2 separate regions of the Sus scrofa genome follow, and region 2 is linked to region 1. Evidence: chromatin contacts called from public Hi-C data. All regions are on one chromosome and are shown on one strand. Each heading gives the region's core, a stretch centred on a gene start, on an enhancer-like site or on the middle of the called end of the contact. The rest is flanking DNA. Distances are from core to core; before and after follow the strand shown.

Region 1 (5,607 bases), core at 2,294-4,793:
TTCCTTTTTTTTTTCTTTTTTTCTTTTTTACAGCTGCATGTGTAGCATATGGAAGTTCACAGGCTAGGAGTCCAAATGGAGCTGCAGCTGCCGGCTTATACAACAGCCACAGCAACTCAGGATCCACGTGGCATCTGTGATCTACACCACAGCTCATGACAACACCAGATCCTTTAACCCACTGAGCGAGGGCAGGGATTGAACTAGTCAGATTCTTAACCCGCTGGGTCACAATGGGAACTCCAGTGGGCCCACTTTCTAAAAATGTATCCAACCCATCACCTCCTACATTCACCCACTAATCAATCTTGGTATCTTAAAAATAGTGTTGGAGATAACAAACTTAGAATATCAGTCACACCTATAATTGTGATTGGCTAATGAGAACATCCATCTGAATGATAAATTGCTCAGGAAGGAGCCAGAGGGCTTGTTGTTAATCACTTGGATTAACAGAGGTATGTATCATCCACACTCAGGCTAATGATCGATAGTATTTACTGGCTCCACTGTACTAATAATACTGTGAATTTGTTTAACGTTCCAACTTAACCTAAACCACGCCTCTCTTATCATGACGGGCATTAGCCAGTACTCTCCGTCCAGCAGGAATACTGTGATGTTTGCCACATTGGAGGTGGCCTGTGCCAGGCCAGGAAGCATAGATGTTTATGTTCTGAGGCTCTGTCAATAGCACAGAGTCGGAAGTTCCCCTCGTGGCGCAGTGGTTAACGAATCCGACTAGGAACCATGAGGTTGCGGGTTCGGTCCCTGCCCTTGCTCAGTGGGTTAATGATCCAGTGTTGCCATGAGTTGTGGTATAGGTTGCAGACGCGGCTCGGATCCCGAGTTGCTGTGGCTCTGGTGTAGGCCGGTGGCTACAGCTCCGATTCGACCCCTAGCCTGGGAACCTCCATATGCCGCGGGAGCGGCCCAAGAAATGGCAAAAAGACAAAAAAAAAAAAAAAAAAAGCACAGAGTTATTGTCACCATGTGAAGGTCACGTGATCCAAACAGCTGCCCATAAATGCAAATACATCAGTCCAAGAGAATGAAGCCCATTTCCCTTTTTTTAATCTTTAATTTTTACTTATTTTTTATTTATTTTGTCTTTTTAGGTCCGCACACGCAGCATATGGAGGTTCCCAGACTAGGGGTTGAGTCAGAGCTGTAGCCACCAGCCTAGACCACAGTTCACGGCAACACCAGATCCAGGCACCATTTTCCTCACTGAGAAACAACTAATTATAATTCTACCTACAGGGGTGTGGCCAGTGTCACCTGGGACCCCACATTGCTGTGGCTGTGGTGTAGGTCAGCAGCTGTAGCTCCAATTGGAACCCTAGCCTGGGAACTTTCATATGCCTTGGGTTCACCCCTAAAAAGAACAAAAAGAAAGAAACAATTTCCTGAGATGAGGAGACCAGGAGACTGGGGCCAGGGTGTGACCAGCACTTGGTATTTTTTTTTTTCTTACATTACTCTGCCTGTTCTCTTCCAATTTCTAAACTTGCTTCATTGGAGAGACTGCAAATTTTTCTTTCAGAACCTATACTTGTATATAAACAAGTTTAAACATCTGAAATAGAATATGTGGGAGGGTTTCCCAAAGCCTATAGACAAATTAGGACTTTTGAGTCAATATCAGTCATTCAGCAGTAAATAAAAGTCTCAAAGTTCCCATTGTGGTGCAGTGGAAACAAACCTGACTACCATCCCTGAGGATGTGGGTTCGATCCCTCCCTCGCTCAGCAGGTTGGGAATCTGGCATTGCCACGAGCTGTGGTTTAGGTTGCAGATGCAGCTCGATCTGGTATTGCTGTGGCTGTGGTGTAGGCCAGCAGCTGCAGTTCCTGTTCCACCTCCAGCCTGGGAACTTCCATGTGCCTCGGGTGCAGCCCTAAAAAGAAAAAAAAAAAAAAAGGGATATGTACATGTATTTTCACATTGTCACCTTTAACAGATCAGTTCCTAAAAACAAACAATCCCATCAAAAAATGATCTAAACAGACAATTCTCCAAAGAAGACATAGAGATGGCCAAAAAAAACATAGTAAAAGATGTTCAACATCACTAAGTACTAGAGAAATGCAAACCCAAACCACCTTGCACCAGCCAGAATGGCCATCATGAAAAAATCTACAAACAGTAAATGCTGAAGAGGGTGTGGAGAAAAGGGAACCCTAATTACACCGTTGGTGGGAATGTAGACTGCTGCAACCACTGTGGAAAACAGTATGGAGATTCCTTAGAAAACTAAAAATAGAATTACCATTTGATCCTGCAATCCCACTGCTGGGCATCTATCCAGAGAAAACCATGACTTGAAAAGATGCATGTACTCCAATGTTCACTGCAGCACTCTATACAATAGCCAAGACATGGAAACAACCTAAATGCCCATCGATAGAGGAGTGAATAAAGAAGATGTGGTACATATACACAATGGAATATTACTCAGCATTAAAAGGAAAGAAATAACAGCATTTTTCGCAACATGGATGGACCTAGAAATTATCATGCTAAGTGAAGTCAGTCAGACAGTGAGACACCAACATCAAATGCTATCACTGACATGTGGAATCTAAAAAAAAGGACACTATGAACTTCTTTGCAGAACAGATACTGACTCACAGACTTTGCAAAACTTATGGTTTCCAAAGGACAGGTTCGGGGGGAGATGCACTGGGGGTTTGGGATGGAAATGCTAGAGAATTGGGTTGTGATGATCATTGTACAACTATAAATGTAATAAAATTCATCGAGTGGTAAAAAACAAAAAATAAAATATTTGTTGGCAAAAAATAAATAAATAAATAAATAAAAACCTTAAAAAAAAAAAGACCTGTTTCTTAACGCACCCCCCACCCCTCTCCCAGCAAGCCCCATGCCACATCACTGAGCTCTTCAGCGTCAGCATACCTCCATAGCCCTCTTGACATGCGAATAAGACCCAGCCCACAGCCGCAGCCCACAGTGTCCGATGGAGAGCCTGGTAGATGGCAGTGGCCACTGAAGAGGTGACAGAGGAGTCATCCACTGTGTAAGCCAGAGTCACCACTAGGAACAGGGTTGACAGGGAGCAGATCCACCCCAGCAGAGCCTGTACCTACAGGGAATAGAAACGCACTGGTCACAGCCATTTTGGCTATTGTGTATTTACTTCCTTTTACACTAATTTACTTTTGGTGTGTTATTATAGTCACTTTTTTTCCACAACCACAGCATGTGGAAGTTCCCCGGCCAGGGGTAAAACCTGCACCACAGCAGCGCCCTCAGCCAGTGCGGTGACAGCACCAGATCCTTAACCCACTGCACCACAAGAGAATTCCATTACCGTCACTTTAGGTATCTATTTGTAAACCTCAATCACAGCCCCAATCTGACTGAAATAGAAGGTTCAGATTCGTGGTTACAAGGGGTTAGGGTTGGGGTGGGGTAGGGGACAATGGATGTATGACCAGGAAGAGGTAGCACAAGGGCAATCTTTGTGGTCCCTTTATTGTGGTGGTAGTGGTTACAAAAATCTACCACGTGATAAAATTGCACAAAACTGGAAGTTCCTGTTGTGGCTGTAACGAGCCAAACTAATCTCCATGAGGATATGGGTTAGATCCCTGGCCTCGCTCAGCAGCTTAAGGATCCAGTGTTGCCGTGAGCTGTGGTGTAGACATGGCTCAGATCCGAGTTGCTGTGGCTGTGGCTGTGGTGTAGGCTGGCACAGCTTGATTCGCCTCCTAGCCTGGGAACTTCCACATGACACGGGTTCGGTCCTAAAAAGCAAAAGAAAAAAAAATTGCATAAGACTATATACATATATACATAGAAATGAGGGCCCACAAAACTGGTGGGTCTAAGGTCTGTGGATTGGGCCAGTGTCAATGACTTGGTTGTATCCATGTGCCATAACATGTTACTGATGGGGAAATATGGGTCAAGGGTACCCAAGACCTCCTCTACCATTTAACCAACTTACAGTGAGCTTTGAATCATTTTTAGATGAAAGTTAAAAGAAAAAAAAAAAGGTAGTGCTCTAACCCACTCCCACCCCTTCTAACCTCCCACTCTATTCCTTAATCAAGTAAGGTTCCTTGACTGGGTATGCCCCCCGAGATTAATTGTGAGGGACTCTGGCATACAGCCTGTACCTGGGCTGCATCCATCAGAGGGCTGTAACCTGGGATGTATAATGTCAGAAGGAATGGGAGAATGGAGAAGTTTCCATCTCAAAGAAGAGCCCCGTGGGTTCAATTCTATTACTGGGCTCAGTTCTAGATCTTAGATCTTCTGTCGTCTAACTTGACCTTTTCTGACCCAGATCTGTCTTCCAAGGGTCTCTCTTACTTCTCTGTCTCAAGATGCTATGCTGACATTGACACTGACCTGAACTAGCATCTTTTCAGTCTACTGTCTTATCTCTAAAGGGAAGTCTCCCCCTCCTTGGGTCTCAGGTCCTGCCCTAGGTGCTGGCTACAGGGAACAAGTCACTTCCTCAAGGGTTCTCCCAAGCTTCCTCTTTTAGTCAAGGATGCCCCTCACTCTTACTCAAGATGCTCACTGCCTTATCTCTTCTCTACCACATGGAATATGCTTCCCTTCCCCCCAGTTGCCTCCAGTGTGGACTCTGCCTTCTTATTTTCTGGCTTCGCCCTTGGCCTATTCATTCCCTTCCAGGTCATTCCTCCAGCTCAGCTTGACTTGGGTCCCAGCTCCATGCTCCCTGGTCCTGACCTGGTCCTCAGAGTGATCCCCAAAAGCTCCATCATCATCTTAGGTTTTCCCCTTTGCTCACACCCATTTTCTCCCTGGGCACCACGAACCCCGACTACACTAAAGCACATCCTGAATGGCCTTCCGTTGTAGTCAATAACTGAATTGAACATTTTCCAAGGAATATCATAACCTATAACTCTAACCTAGAGGAAAAGTCATGTAGCCCCTGTGTATCCATTCCTTCCAATCAAACCCTGTCTCCTGTCCCTGCCACGAGCAACAGGAGATTTTCCAGGGACCAGGGCCTCTTCTCTAGAACATTTTAGGTGAGGCACCCACAAGACCTGGGCAAGCCAAGGTAGGGCCTAGCAGAGGGGCTTTGGAGTCAGCATTGCACCTTCATAGTGCAAGGGAATTCTTGGCCCTTCTACGGTGAAGCCAATGAGCCTTCCCTCATTCATTGTGGAGCAGCTTCAGTGATTTCAGAACCAGGTGCTGGAAATTGTCAGTAAGACCTCAGAGCTGAGTTCTGCCCTCAAGGTCTTGTAGATCAACAAAGTCATACAAAAAGGTTTTCCACAGTTCAAGGCCAAGGTGATGTTTTAAATAGATTGCCCTAGGGGTGTATTTGAAATCAACAAGGCTGGAGGCAAGGGAACAAGTGAAGAAGTCCAGGTAAGAGATGAGAAGAGCTTCAAGGTCAGGGGAGAGGCTACAAAAAGATGGCAAGAGAAACAACCGATGGAACTTGGTGGGTGATTGGATGGGGAGGATCAGGCAACAAGGAGGAGGCGTCCATGAATCCAGGGCTCTGGCTCGAGTAATGACACTGGGTGGTGAAGGAGAATGATTACCCACCGGAAAGAAATTCCATTTGGAACACAGAGTAAGAGC
Region 2 (5,607 bases), core at 2,214-4,713, 460 kb after region 1:
AAGGCAAGTCTATGCCATTTTATAAACATTAACTGTATTAACGCATGTAAAGTGCTTGGAGCAGTGCCTGCTAAGGGCTACGCAGGGCTTGGTGATCACTATCAGTAGTAGTAGTGATGCTAATAACTGCCTCAAATCACCCGAGATGTCCAAAGAAACGCGCAAGCTCTGGGCTTCACCTCTAGGATCTGACTCACGACTAGGATTATGCTTGGTGCGGAGTCCCTAGCCCCAGGAAAGGGTATTTGTCATGGAAACCAAGTCCTCTCAAGAAGAGAACAGATTGGTCTTTTACAAACTACGACCTTCCTAAGAGGGTTATCCTGAAACAGGATTATAACCCCTGTTGGCTGGCGGCTTTGTGCCTCCCAGGAGGGCCTGGAAGGGGAAATACTGATCCTGGATGACGAGGGTGTTTCAAGGTCAGGTCTTAGGATTGGGATCTTCAATGACGGTCCCCCACTTGATTGGTTTAACATTCAAAGTTTCAAGTGAAGCGCCTTTCTGGGCATCCGGGCCACTCCTAAAAATAAACTCAAGTTCTTGAAATATTCCAGTTTGCCTTTAAGCTTTCGTTGGCTGGAGACCGGGCTATTTTCAGTCTCGGAGCCCCAGGTGGTATGGATTTGATCTATCGAATGACAAATGACCAAATGACGCTGTGCCCTGTAGTGAGGGCTCAGCAGATATTTAGGAAAGGTCAGCCGTGGGTGAGGCCGTGGCGAGCAGGGTTGGCTGGGGAGTGGGGACGCTCCCATTTGAAGATTCCTGGAACCACTGGGGGAAAATGTGTAGACAACCGTTGAAGACTGAGGCTCAACAAATACTAGATACCAATGAAGAATTATCTAGTCTAGATAAAGAGGAAAGAACATTCAAAGAATACCTAAAAAGGAACAGGAGTTAGAACTTGTCCCATGAGAGGACATGGTGGCTCATGGCACCAATGGCCACCTGAAGCAAAGGGTGAAATGGCTTAATTCTCCGGGCTCTGGGTGGTTGGCTGTGGCTTTTAGAACCATGGCCTCTCCTTCGATCCATCTTCTCACATTTCCCCATCCTCTCCCAACCTCTTCTACTTCAAGTTCACCTTGCCCCAGGCCCTATTGATCCCTTGGCATGTTGACAAGCTCCTGAATCTCCAGCCCAAGAGCCACACCCGGTGCCCTTGGTACCACTGTCCTTCAAAGTCATCCTGCCTGAGCTGCCCAGCACCTCCCGAAGGCTCTAGGTGAACCTCACATGCCTTTTCCTTCATCCACAGCCATGTGCTCTCCTCTTGTTTCCATTAGGAAAGCTTTTAGCTGCAGCTAACAGAATTGCCAACTCCCAGTGGCCTCAAACCGAAGGACTTTTGTTCACTTCACAAAAAGGCTGGGGGTAGAAGACCTGGGTGCTCCAGTGGCTGAGGGAGGCTGCCTGTCAGCTCTCTAGTCTGTCCTCTGCTCCACCAGCCACAGCGTTGCTGGCTTTTCATTCTTGTGCTGTTTTGTTTGCCTTAGGACTGGAAGATGCATCATATCTTCACAGGAAGAAGGAAGGGGGGTAGGCGAAGTCTGCACCATATCTATTTTATATGTCTACATAAAAAGCAAAGCTTCTCTGGATGTTCCTTGGTGGAATTCCCCCTGTCTCACTAGCTGACCCCTTGGCCCCTTCTAGCTATGCAGGAGGCTAGGAAGATCTGTGGCTTTCCAGGCTTTCTGCTTGGAGGTGTCAAGGGAGAAAGGGGATTGGGGATGCTGTTGAATTAGTTAACTCCTTTCCACTCTAATCATAGAAGAACATTCCTGAGACAGTACTGAAATAGCCAAGAATCACCTAAACATTTTTTTTTTTTTTTTTTTTTTTTTTTTTTTAGCTATTTCTTGGACCACTCCCGTGGCATATGGAGGTTCCCAGGCTAGGGGTCTAATCGGAGCTGTAGCCACCCGCCTACGCCGGAGCCACAGCAACGCGGGATCCGAGCCGCGTCTGCAACCTACACCACAGCTCACGGCAACGCCAGATCGTTAACCCACTGAGCAAGGGCAGGGACCGAACCCACAACCTCATGGTTCCTAGTCAGATTCGTTAACCACTGAGCCACGACGGGAACTCGCACCACGACGGGAACTCCCACCTAAACATTTATACATAGAATGTGAGAGCAGCCTCATGGTTTTGCCCTGCAGGGATCTTAGCTACTGAGTGGAAGAGTATTTAGCTGCGACCTTCTCCCCACCACCGGAGCAGCTCTGCTCGTTAATGTCTATCCTTTTAGCCACTAGCACAGCTTGGCAAGAATGGCTATTTATCTTTTCCACGTACATCTTGTCTCTGCAGCTGGATTGCAAGCTATCTGAGAAGGAGGGATCTTATCCACCTTCTATTGTCAGCTACTCAAATTAGTGTCATGCCCTTGGTGGCATCCAGGACACTCCCACTAATGAAGATAAGCCTGCACTTCAGGGGGTGGGTGAAGAGACGACACACCTTCATGGGCTTGGGGGTGGGGGGGGCATGCTTAGGCAGAATTTTTGGAAAGGCCAACAGATAGAAACAAGGTGCTTGGAGAATCAGGCATGTTGGACAGATGGGGCGGGAGACCTTTGTGCAAGCAGAGTGTTTTCAAGCTTAACGCTGCTTTCAAAACAACAGGTTTGGAAGTATTGCTAAATCTGGACTACCCTTCCCTCTCCTGTACTCATTCATCTGTATATTCATTCAGCAATATTAGGTCCTTAGTATGTCCTAAAGTTCTAAAAATTCAAGTAACACAATCCTGTCCTCAGCTTGGGAGGAAGCCAATAAACACATGGTCATGTTGGGTGGAATAAGGACCATTATAGTTGTAAAACCAACGTGTCTCAAGAACTCAGGTGTCCTGGGTTTAAATGAGGGTGTTCCCAGCCCTTCAGTGGGATTTTCTTTTAATTACTCTTGTTAGAAAGCCCGAGTTGAAAGGCCTTTTGAGCCAGATAGACTTAGCTTTAAATCCTGGCTCTGCCATTGACTATGGGGACCCTGGGGAGATATTTCTAACCCTGACATCAGTGATCTCAAGGCCAGTTCTTAATTACTGCCTCTCAGTTCCAAAAACACCCTTCAGTATGTGCTTGGTGATAACAGAATTCCATTCCCATCCCTCCTTTTCGATGTGACGCTCGGCAGAGGGTGTGGGCGGAAGAGGAGTCCTTTTCTTCTCAGCAGTGCTTGTGGGGTCAGGGAGATGAGGGTGGAGGTCATCCCATAGAGGCTGCCCAGCCACAGAGCCCGGAACATGGTCCATCTGCAGCCTGGTAGCCTTGGCCTAATGATAACCTTCCTGTAGCCCTCGACTCAGAAACCACAGCTTCGCGTGGCCAGCCTACTTAGGGCTTCCTGCCAACACCAATATCCAGACTCCTTCCACCAGCCCCCACAAGGGCTATATATGGGCTGTCGTTCCCTCTCCCTACCCCCACTGCGTGTCGCTCACCCGCTCTGTCAAGCCTCTGCTGGTCCCCGACTCCCACTGTACGACTGCACGCTGGGTGCTGACCGCTGGCTTCCTGCCTTCACACAGAAAGGTGGTGTACTGCTCACCCAGCAATTCCAGACCAGCTCTGGCCTCGCCATCTCATCAAACTTCTGCTGTTGGATGGCCTGGTTATACCTCCAGCTAGGTCTGTGCCCCTTCCAGGTGGTCCCTCCTTGGGACCCCACCTCCCTTAGTGCACCTTTAGGCTTTCCTGGTACATTGCAGTTATCCTATTGCAGTTAGCAATTCCTAATGCTCAGCTTCCCTTACTTACCGGGGTTTCTGTTTTGTGATTGGAGCCAGGCTCTTGACCTCATCAGTAAAGAAGAGATGCTAGTATCAGTATTTCAGACTTATTATATCATGAGTGAACATAAAGCCCCAAAAGCACACTGCTCTGCTCATTGGAGTTGGCTCCGTTTTCTGCCTTAGCCCCTACTGTCTTTTCACAGAACAAGGGAAACGAGTGTCAGTGAGTGCCAGAGTGCTGACGTGCGTGTGGTTAGTCTTAGAGGAAGAGACAGAGGGTCACAGAGGCTAAAGAGATTACTTGGGGTCATGCATGCAATATGGGCTGAAGCAGGTGGCCAGTGCTGAGTCCCCACACTTTGCTGGGTGTTTCCACCTAGAGCCCTAAACCCTCCTCCCCTGCACCTGAATGAGAATAATTTTCCTACCCAACAAAGCCACCTGAGTTCTGCCACTCACTCCATGAGAATAGCTGAGCAGTAAGAGAATCATTTGCTGGAGTTCATGATGATTTAACTAAGCTCTCTCCCTGAGAGAAAAGGTCTGACTCATTTGAAATGTGTGAGTCTTGTGGTTTCCCTTTCTGAGTTGGCCTCCAAGGAGCCTGGCCTTGGAACTAATGCCTTGAGCCTTGGCAAGTAAGTATTGCGCTGTTAAAGGCTCCACTTCAAGCAAATCCCATTGGTGACCATCACATTTTATGGAATTTCACATCTGCAGTGGACCAACCAGTAAGGCTTGTTGCTGGAACCTCACTTCCAAAAGGCCAGCTGTCTTGGTGATGCTCACTGATGCTTCCCAGTCCTTAGCACAGAGCTTAGCATATATGGTAGATGCTCAGTAAATACTCAAGTGGATGAGTTGTCCATGGTCAAGGATTCACCATATTTCTTCCTCCATGGGGCTTCACTGGGCTCCTTTAAAGTCGGAGTTTATAGAGAAGGGGGAGGAAGGAGCAAACCTTAGTAGGAACACCACTGCTTTGTAAATCAAGGCACAATACCATGGCTGTGACAGTCCAGTGACCAAGCCACACTAATCAAAGCTTACCTGTCCTGTGTTTTGTCCTCTGCAGACTAGTCTGATAGGCTAGTAAGCAGTATTGGGTGGGCGACATCCAGGCAAATAGGGGACTTTTAATTTGAGCCCTTTGCCAAGCACTTGACAGTTTTTTCCAGAGAATTCTACACATGGCAGCTAGTCCATAAATGTTTGGCACTGATGCTGTGATGATGGCAAGATCTTAAAATAACGACTGACATAGGCAGTGGAAATTCAGGCAGGGGAGGAAACCTCAGAGGGTTGTGGTGTTTTCAACCAATCTTCCTGCACAGCTCAAATCATGTCCAGGAAGCTACCCAAACTTTGTATGTATAATGGTCAATAGATGTGTACTACAGCTCATTATATATATATATATATATATATAAATGAACCAAATTAATAAAGGAAAAACCTCTACCTATTCAGGTGTAGAAGTGAAGCCATGTACACATTAAACTCCTGGACAGCTTAGACCTTTCTCAGAAATTTTCCCTTTTCCATTTTAAAATGATGGGGAAAAAACAGTAAACAATGTTTCTTAGAGTACCAAGATGTGAACCAATTGTGACCCTGCTTATGGTTAGAAGTCTCTTAAGATCTGTCCCAAAGACAGCAGATAAAAGCCCAAACCCTCAAATTCGGAGGTTTAATGGATGACACTGGGTAGACTTGACTCAACTGGTCCATGCTTCATTTACTCATTCTTTCAACAAGTGCTTAGGGCTCCTGCTTGGTGCCAACCACAGTAACAAGCCTTGATCACAGTGTAAGATGGAGTTCCCTGCAGGTGGGCATCTTACCTGTATTGCATT

What was found. A called contact is a pair of places that touch in the nucleus more often than the background predicts.
Region 2: a contact with region 1 is called in a Hi-C map of alveolar macrophages, with 4 times the contacts expected there. The contact joins two enhancer-like sites. A contact is called at or near these places in 15 of 47 Hi-C or Micro-C datasets (alveolar macrophages, embryonic fibroblasts, epiblast stem cells and 10 more) and 2 of 2 datasets of contacts at active chromatin or transcription factors (alveolar macrophages and skeletal muscle).

What each region holds. Positions count from the first base shown.
Region 1 is chr1:161,796,623-161,802,229 of Sscrofa11.1, forward strand. LOC100627702 (O-acyltransferase like protein-like) reads right to left here. Exons shown (of 13, transcript XM_021099968.1): 11 at 2,923-3,109. Among named protein-coding and RNA genes, the nearest start is that of SEC11C, 30 kb to the left of the region's middle. Within about 2 kb of position 3,544, at least 1 of the 83 cell types and tissues checked has an H3K27ac peak or open chromatin away from gene starts, as enhancers often do. A contact at or near this core is called in alveolar macrophages, where this site is marked.
Region 2 is chr1:162,256,643-162,262,249 of Sscrofa11.1, forward strand. All of the region lies in intron 5 of ALPK2 (alpha-protein kinase 2), which reads left to right. Among named protein-coding and RNA genes, the nearest start is that of MIR122, 70 kb to the right of the region's middle. Within about 2 kb of position 3,464, at least 34 of the 83 cell types and tissues checked have an H3K27ac peak or open chromatin away from gene starts, as enhancers often do. A contact at or near this core is called in alveolar macrophages, where this site is marked.